Regions from separate parts of the Bactrocera dorsalis genome. Here region 1 is linked to region 2. A link is a contact called in public Hi-C data. All regions are on one chromosome and are shown on one strand. Each heading gives the region's core, a stretch centred on a gene start, on an enhancer-like site or on the middle of the called end of the contact. The rest is flanking DNA. Distances are from core to core; before and after follow the strand shown.

The links. A called contact is a pair of places that touch in the nucleus more often than the background predicts.
Region 1: a Hi-C map of whole body shows a contact between it and region 2, with 2.5 times the contacts expected there. The contact joins the promoter of LOC105226652 here to the enhancer-like site in region 2. A contact is called at or near these places in 2 of 2 Hi-C or Micro-C datasets (both in whole body).

What each region holds. Positions count from the first base shown.
Region 1 is chr3:10,880,533-10,885,546 of ASM2337382v1, reverse strand. It overlaps LOC105226652, which reads left to right and starts at 3,399. Exons shown (of 4, transcript XM_011205643.4): 1 at 3,399-3,591; 2 at 3,656-3,807; 3 at 4,131-4,315; 4 at 4,464-5,014. The coding sequence starts at 3,576. The coding sequence ends at 4,899. It overlaps LOC105226653, which reads left to right and starts at 620. Exons shown (of 4, transcript XM_011205644.4): 1 at 620-834; 2 at 894-1,063; 3 at 1,128-1,318; 4 at 1,383-2,106. The coding sequence starts at 789. The coding sequence ends at 1,815.
Region 2 is chr3:10,827,508-10,832,153 of ASM2337382v1, reverse strand. No RefSeq gene overlaps it. Among protein-coding and RNA genes, the nearest start is that of LOC105233822, 23 kb to the right of the region's middle. Within about 2 kb of position 2,308, the one cell type or tissue checked has open chromatin away from gene starts, as enhancers often do.

The sequences.
Region 1 (5,014 bases), core at 2,150-4,649, 52 kb before region 2:
AACAAATTTCTTCTCAGAAGTGTTTCCAACAGAAAGCACCAAATGAAACAAAGCTCAGGTATCCAAACTTAAGATCAAAGAAAGATTAAAGATGAAAGCTCTTCCAAAGATCTCTTGTATACTGATGTTGTCAAACTTTGTTGTGAATAACTTTCATCTAAGGTGTATTTCCAACTGAAAGCACAACATGACTGAAAGCTCAAGTGGTCATTATTCATTGTTGACGTTTAGTTTTTACGACCTTAGTACGGCAACGTAGAAATTTTGGACGATACAAGCTGATTTGCGCTAAGTAACTCATATGCCGAAAAGGAGAGCTTTAAAGCTCCCTAAAAGTGAAAGTTACGTGCGAGAATGTTCTTAAAGATAAAGTGCTTTAAGGTGCTTTTTATATTATGCATATCAATATCAAGTTAGATTCTGAATGTACAAAAAAGTATAAAGGTTTAAAGCTCGCAAAAAAGTTTTTTTGGATTTAAAATAAAAAGCTTTTAAAATGTTTCGAGAATTACTGTAAACATATGAAGGCCTCCTTAGGGTATATACACAACTTGTGGCTCAGACCACTATTTTTTTACTTTTAAATAAATCTTAAATATGGCATCTCCCAACAAATCAAACATCCGTAATGTGTCAATATTCAAAATTAATTTAGAATTGTGTTTTCTTTTGTTTGGCTTAAAAGAAAATTGTCCGATTTTTTTTCCAATTTCTGGCCTTACAAATTTCGCACATTTTTGGATCATATATTTCTCTCAAAACAGTTAGAGTGACTTTATAAACTTTCAATGTTCTCGGCGGAAGCAGCACTAGAACTAGAAAATAAAATAAATGGTGAAAACTCTATTTTCCACCTAACCTAAAAGTTAACTAATAATTGGAATAATCATTAGAGTTTCCCTATGTCGTTGCGGAGTTTAAAAAGCCCGAAATCGCTTTCGGCTCCGGCACGGAACGCTTCACACGCAAATCGACACTCGATAAAAGAAGAAGAGCAAGAGTGAAGTTTATCATAAGGGAACAACTTGAGACACCCGCTTATAAATATGGCCTATTGCACAATGTAATGTATATATATCTAAGATAACGGTAAAAGTTTCTACGATTTGTAAGTTTACACAATTTAGTATCCCTCAAAACGTGGCTACACCGCTATGGCCAATCGTTCGCCGCGTTTCAAATTGCCACCCGAATCAAAGTATCCTGCACCAAATGCCTACGATTTTGTGAGACCAGAAAAAGCCGTCAAAATGAGCTATCCATTTAATACCAGCGATGCTAGATCTAGGCTGCCATCGGGCAAACCCATCGGACCATCGTAATAGTAGGATGTTGTGTTGGTGAATAAATTTAAAAATACTTTTTTTTACCTTTCCTCGCAGACCTTGCGATTACTATCTGTACCGACGACGCGTCCAGCAAGTCGAGATGGGTTTCGGTAAACAGCGTTACGTAGTACCAGGTTACGCCGTCTTCTGTGGCAATGAAAATAAGTCACGGTGTTTTAAATGCCAAACTCAGCCAGTCGGTGACTACTATCACAATTTCAACGTGCACCTGGACCTTTGTCGGCGGTGTATGAATGCAGAACTCGCAGAGTTGAATAATTGTAAGTATAATCGTTTGAAACGTTCAAGCCGGCTGCGTGAGTTGGGTAAATTCAAGCCGGCGCGTTGGTGTCATTTCTACCACAAACACTACTACGGCAACTTAGCGGTAAACAAGTTTCCACTCACCACTTTGCGCTTGAAAAATCGGGTGGAAAACTACTTGCAGTCATACGACACGCTGTTGAAGTGGTATGTGCAATATTGAAGATCGGCCACAGCTCAAGGCATAAAGTTCAAAGAGGCGGTGAAAATAAGAAAAAGTCAAAATATACAAAAAAAAGAAAATAAAATATATATAAAACACAAAATTGCAAGAAAAAATATTAAAATTAAATAAAAGCTAAAAAAATATATAAAAATTCACAAAGCAATACAAATAAAAAAATTATAAAAACTAGTTCAAAATTAAAAAAAAAAATTATAATATTTAACTGTGTCCTTGAAGATCTTAATTGTAATCTCACATTGTACTCAATGAAAGTAAAAATTTATTGCAAACCAATTATATTGCTTTTATTTTCATTACATGTCTATTTTATAGGTTAAGATTAGTGACCATCAGCAATCTTCTAAGATGACTAAGTTCGAAAGTGAACAGTTTTGTTGTTGACTAGAGTTACAGCCTACATGTTTGAATCTCCGGAATACGAAAGACATAAGCCTTCACATATTGAAAAAAACTCACTGAGACCATTAAACATCTCCTAAGACGACTAAGCCCGAACCTGCCTGGTAGACTCAAAGCGTTTGGACTAAGATATTAGAACGTCAGAAATACGAAATAATCCTCCATGTATTGAAAAATACTTTCTGAGCCCATAAAAAATCTTCTAAGACGACTAAGTACGAAGCAGATTAGTATCTAGTTGACTGAAAGCTTGAATCTCCGAAATACGAAATAATCCTTCAAATATTAAAAAAAACTCGCTAAGACCATTAAAATCTTCTAAAACGACTTAGTCCGAAACTGAATAGTACCTAGCTGATTGAAAATATTAGATCCTAGATGCTTGAAGCTTCAAATATTGAAAGAAATCTCTGAGGCCCTCACAAAACTTCTACGTCGACTAAATCCGAAACTGGATAGTGCTAAGTTGATTGAAAGCGTTGAGCATAGATGTTTGAACATCCGAAAAAAAGTCTCTGTGACAAACATAAATCTGCTAAGACGACTAAGTCCGTGTGATACCTGGTTGGTTGAAAGCGTTAGAGCTAGGATGCTTGGACTTCTAAAATATGAAAAAAAATATCTGAGTTCATCACACATCTTCTAAGACGACTAAGTCCGAAACTGGGTAGTACCTGGTTGAGTCAAAGCGTTGCAGTCAAGTTGCCAGAACCTTAGTGTCGCGAAACCAGGGCTGTATAGAAGGAAGTACTAGGAGGACAAAATATTTATCATAGCCATTCGTCTAGCCCCCTGAAGTAATACTTAGTCCAGTGGTCCCAAGGGAGACACATGAGATGGAAGTAGGTTAGGTTTAGTGGATTAAATTCCCGTACTCCGGCTTTCGATGCTTCCTCCTACGATTACAAACCATTCGCCTAGAAACTAGACATACCCTTCATATAGGAAAACCTTGCGATCGCGCAAGTATGGTAATTATGCTCAGCTTCCGAATGGGGATCGCAAGAGGACAAGGGACAATCACGTGGGAGAAGCTTCAACAAAATGATATATGTATACGTAAAGCTATACTTATGCCAAAGCAAAAAAATATCATTAACAAGGTTCTTGATTCGTTCATCGTAGTTACATTGAACTATTTTACAATATTTTTGTGAAGTTTCTCGAAAATAAAAATCAAAAAATGCTTCATTACAAATTTCTTTTTTGGCTCGGACAGTCATTAGAGAATAGTTGTGTTTCATTTCGCTCTTAGCCGCGGCGTTTTTATACAACTTTTGTAAATATTTTTTTTTATATATTTTTTTTTATAAAAAAAATTGTGTGTGGCCAACAAAATGTATGATACTAAAGGTAATATTTCGTATTTTACTAAATCGTCATGCTATCACATCTAATTGTTCTAAAATTGTTGCAGAGAACTTCGAGTACGTTGTTGAACTACCTAAAACACCAGATCTTGCTTTCGGTACTAAAAAAGAGCGAAGGAATACGCTCTGGCCCTACGAGCCGAGAGGCAGCGTTACATCTCATTGGTCACTTTTGTCTTTTAGCAGTTTAAACAAAGAGGTGATGATGATGATTCCAAGAATATTTACTTACAAATTTAAAAAGCGAATAACGAAGTTAATTTGAGAAGGCGACCAATAAAAATGTCGATTGCGATTCGGTGTTGGAGAGGTCAGAAGAGCTTAACGTAACTTAATGACATCATGACATGATATACATCCGAAACTCTCCCAAACGACTCTTGAACGTGCCTAACTTTCTGTATATATAGGAATGTTGGATAACCGCATAAAAAAGTCGAGTCCGATTGTCGTGAGAAAACTTCGTCGTTCGCTTTGGTAACTTTAATGAATTCAAAGAAATAAAGTTATTTTTTTTCCCAGTGCCCCTCAAAGTTAGGCTGTTCGCCGCTTGTTAGTCAAACCCCCCGTTTTTCCAGAGCTAGATACGACGATAGCCCGGCTGTTGGGCAATACCTCACAGAAGGTGGCAAACCAATAAAGCAGTGTAAAAAACCATTTAATGTTGGAGCTGCTTTAAGTAAGGAGCCAACATTTCTGACACCTCCGTAAGTATTCATACTTATTACTCCACGGTTTTTGAACTCTATCCAACCAAACTAATACCGCTATACATCAAACACTCTCCCTTATTCTCTAACATTATCTAAACATATTCGGATCTTTTTCTATCGCTACTCTTTCTTTCCCATCCAGCCCAACCACTTATCCATATCACATAAAAGTACCCGATCGTCTCAAGTATTGTCTCGCTTTCGGCACACGTCGTGTAATTTGGCCAGCAACGCCGGTTTTTTGCAGCGCTAGAAACTATATGAAATGTTTCCGTTGCCAAGAACAACCCGAAGGTGATTACTATCACAACTTCAAGTCGCAATTGGATATATGTAGGCGCTGTTTGAATAAGGAGGTGAAGGAGTTGCGTCACTGCAAGACGGATGATTACAAACGCAAGCTAACGTTAAGAGAGTGGAGTGAATTCAAGCTGGTGCGGCATTGCAGCTTCTATCATTTGCATAAGAGCGGAAATATGAAGTCAACGCTAATGACAAAAAGCGATTTGCGTAAGAAAATCAATAGGGAGAACTACTTATATCAATATTATCCGGTGTGGGATAAACGATACGTGTGAGATTGTTGGCTGTTGATGTGTGAAGAACGCGAGCGTTAATAGAACACTCGCTTACCTTTGGAATATTTTCGTATGTATGTATGTGTTAAGGTCTGAAAAGTTTGGTATACCAAAA
Region 2 (4,646 bases), core at 1,059-3,558:
TGGAGGTTTCAAAGAACTTACCACACGTTTATTAGCACTAATTACGTCGCAAGTCGAAACGGAAGCTACCTCAGTCTGGAAATTTCCACATTTTCATATTTTATCCGTCTGTCCGTCATGGAGTTCGGTCTACAAGGGTCTGCTCGGATTCGAAAATAAGTGCTTCAGTCAGGAATAATTATGTCACAAGTTGAGCAGGAAGAGACGTCGGCCTGGGAAACAGTATAATAAGGATCCTAATATACTTGTATTAAATCTGATCTATCTGTCTCTGATCCATCCGTCTACCACGTGTCTACCATAAAGCTCCAGTATTTAACAACTGGAATTCCCAGGTCTAATAACCTTTTACGTCAACCCATTAGACAGAGCAGAATAATTGCAACAAGGGAAGACTTTAGATTAGATAGATAGATTTTAGCTTTCCAAAGATTGTAAGCTCGACATTTCTTACAAATACATGCATTAGAGAAAGGTTTCAAAGGATTAAACTCCGAACTCATCCCTTTTGTGATCAAAGCATTCCCAGCACAGTTTTTTCTACGTAACCGGGATTTTTAGTCATCCAAAGTAAGCTCAAAATTTTTTACAATTATTTGCATGAGAAAAAGGTGTCAGGAACAATCTCCGAGCTCATCGCTTTTGTAATCAAACCATTCCAACCACAGTTTGTTCAATTTAATGTAGGGATGTGCTCAGATTTTTAAGCATCCAAAGATCGACATTTTTAAAAGTACAGTTGAACTTTCATAGCTTGAGATTCTATATAACTCGAAGTTCTCCATAACTCGACCTCTTTAATAAGTAAAAGAAGTCAAATTTCATACAAATTTCCTTCCATAACTCGAAGCCGCTCTAGCTCGTAGATTTTTATGAATTATGATGATTCGAGTTACGGAAGTTCAACTGTACTTGCATAAGAGGAAAGTTTCAAGATTTACCTCCAAGCTCATTGCTTCTATTTTCTACGTAAATGGGATGATTTTTGATTTTTCCGCGTCTTAAGATTGGAAGCTTAAAATTTTGTCCATTGGAGGAAGGCTTCAGGATAAAACTTCGAGAACATCGCTTGAACTCTTGATTTGGTAAAAGAAATCCAACTTCATACAAATTTTTTTCCATAGTTCGAAGTCTCTCTAACGCGATGTTTTTATTTGGATTATGGTGATTTGAGGTAAGGAAGTTCAACTATATTTGCATATGAGGACTATTTCAGCATCAACCTCCCAGCTCATCGCTTACAAACCATTCCCACGACAGTTTGTATCAAGTAACCGGAATGACCTCAGACTTTTAACCCTACAAAGACGAAGCAAAACCTGTGAGTCCCCTGCTTATGCAACCCTTAATATTACACACTTTCTACGGGGTTCCCTAACCACTAACCAAATGTATCCCCCAACAATATACCCAAAACGCTGTCCCGTGCACAACTCTGCGCATTGGCATGCCAAGAATGTGCTGTCTGCTAGGCTGTACGCTGGTGCGCCGGTTCGCTGGTGCGCTGATGTTGTTGACGGGACTGCCGCGCCTGTCACTCTGCCACCAGGGCATGTCATCAGTGGCCCTGTCACAGATAAACCGCCAAACTATCGGCTACGCCAGGCACTTGCCTGCGCCGCTATCTTGCGATTAAGGCGGCACAAAAGACTTCCCGAAACTCAAAGCATTTGCCCATAGTACTCGTATAAGAAGAGCCGTGGGGCAAAGCAGCGCCTCTGGGCCGCAGGCATCCTTTAAGTGTGTACCAAACTAAATATTTAGTTGTCTATGCTGCCGATTGAATTACGTGCGAGTAGAAAGATATTTAATTTATATTGCAAAATAGACTGCAACTAGTGCAGCTTCAGAGCGCACACAGCCCACTTGGCTAGCGGAGCGTGGTGAGCGCATGAGGCGGGGTAGGTTGGATGGGTGGTTGGCGGCGGCATGTGTAAGGATGGCGAGGTGGTTGAGCCAAAATGCCACTTGTCGTTTGCATGTCCCATTAACTATACGAAATGCGCATATGTATGCATGTGTGTGTATGTGTGTATGTAGTATATACTGCTGCGGCTGCCGCTCTAACGGCGCGAATTTTGGCCTTTTCACTCGTTTGCTTGCGGCCAAACGCATTAATTATGTGTTGCAGCGCAGCCTATGCCAGCCAAATGTTGTTGCTGTTGTTCTTGTTGTTATGGTAGTCACATGCGCCTGCTTGTAGTTGTTGTTGTTGTTTTGGAAGGCGAGCGCAAAACAATTGTGGCAACTACCGCAACAGGCAGCCAACGCCGCAAAAGCATTACCATTGTACACACCGCAATGCCACAGCGGCAGCGGCAGTCGGTGCCATCAATGCGCAGCGGCGTGGCAAGTGTGCGGCAGGCAGCTGGCAGCTGGCGGCGGCAAACTCTAGCAACAGCTCCAAAACACTTTATGGCACACTTCATGTTGTCCGCACTTTACATTGAATTTTAAATTTTGTTTAGTTTTTCGCATTGCTGTTGTTGTTGTTGTTGCAGTTGTATTGCTGCTTCGCAATTTGCCACCGAAAATTTGAAATTTCCATTTGCTTTTTCGGTTTTCGGGTTTTGTCATTAGAATTCAAAACATCGAAAAACAATCTACAAATAAGCACGTCGCATGTTGCAAGCGCTGTTGCAAGTGCAACTGTAGTTGTAACTGTTGTTGCGCATGTTGCAAGCGCCCGTTTTTTGCCAATGTCTATTGTGTTTGCATATTTTAAATGCAATATGCATTACTTTTGCTGTTGTTGTTGTTGCTACGCTTGTTTTTGTTGTTGTTGCGCATGTTGTTGCTGCTGCACGCTGTTGTTAATGAACCTTCGCGCCTTTTATCTGTGATTCGCAGTTGCCACAATTTGACTGCTGGCTTGCTATGTTGTTTTTATTGTTTTTTTTTTACTCTGGTTGTTGTTGTTTTTATTGTTTTGGTTGCCGCTTTGACTTTTGCTTGACTTTTTGCTTGGCTGCTGGCAATTGTTTGCGTTTAAATTTAATTTAAATGTTAACATTTAAATTTTGCTGTTTAAATAATTGTTTTTGTTGTTGCGCTTTTTCAAATTAAATTGAAATAAAATTTTTATTTCAACAAATTTAAATGCATTTGCTTATTTGTGTCGCTTAAAATGCGTTTTAATTGCAATTATTTACTATGAAGAATGCAATTGCGCTAGAAGAAAGGCGAACAAAGAAACAAACATAGATATGTACATATGTATATGTACATATGTATATGTATGTATTATGTAAAATGTACACTGATTATCTGCATTTTTGATGAATTTGCGTATATGTACATATGTATATGTATGTATTATGTAAAATGTACACTGATTATCTGCATTTTTGATGAATTTGCGTCGCTTAAGATATCAACACTTTGACATTGATTGACTATTGCTGCAAAAATATTTCACCAAATTTATTACTTCAATTTTAATTGGCGCGTAACGCAGCCGCAATTAAAAATTCGATACAAAATTTGCATAATTTTAAATATCTTAATTATTTAACGTTGTCGTTGTAGCTAAAAGCAAAATTTTTGTGAATCCCGAAATTTCGGGATTGTAAAATTTTCATTTCGGGATCCCGAAAATTTTTGGAACAAAACTTAAAGTAATCTGTATTATTGGTTATTAATTTTTTAGTAATGTACTTAACTTTCGGGATCCCGAAAATTTTTGAGACAAAATTTAAAATAATCTGTATTAATTTAAAGTTATTAATTTTTCAATGAATAATGTAATTAAATTTCGGGATCCCGAAAATTTTCGGGACTAATCTGAAAATAATCTGTGTTAATAGATATTGAATTTCCATGAAAAAACACAATTTCCGGGCAAAACTTCAAATAATCCGTGTTCTAAACTATTACTTCATTCATGAAAATCGTAATTTCATTCAGTTTCGCAATCCCAAAAATCTTCGGGACTAAGCATAAACGTGAAAGAATCTGCGTTATTAGTTATTAATATTTCTATGAGAAACGCAATTTCATTTCGGGATCCCGAAATTTTTTAGCATAATACTTAATATAATCTGTGTTATTTGATATTCGTTTTTAAATTACAAATTTAATTAAATTTCGGGATCCCGAAAATTTTCGGGACAAATGTTAAAATAATCTGTGTCATTTGTTATTAATATTAGCATTAAAAATGCAATTTCATTCAGTTTCCGGATCCCGAAAATTTCCGGGACAAATCTTAAAATAATCAATTTCAATTCGGGATCCCGAAATTTTTCGGTACAAAAGTATGTATGTATGTTATATTTTTCAATATAAAAAATAATTTAAACGAAATTTAATTTCGAAAAATTTCGCGGTAAAACCTCAAAAATTCGTGTCATCAGTTTTTACTACTTCCTTGAAAAAACGCGATTTTATTTCGGGATTCCGAAAATTTTCGGAACAGTACTTAAATAGTCTATGTAATTTGTTTTTAATTCTTCCATGAAGAATTCGTTGCTTAAATCCTTAATGATCCATAATTTGGATCGCCAATACAGTTTCGATTCGCACTGAATTGGCACGCCGATTACCCTGGATGTCAAGAAGGCGTTCAACACGGCAAAATGGACACACATAATCAAAGCTTTGGATGAAATACGCGCCCCTGAATACCTCATAAACATTATAACGAG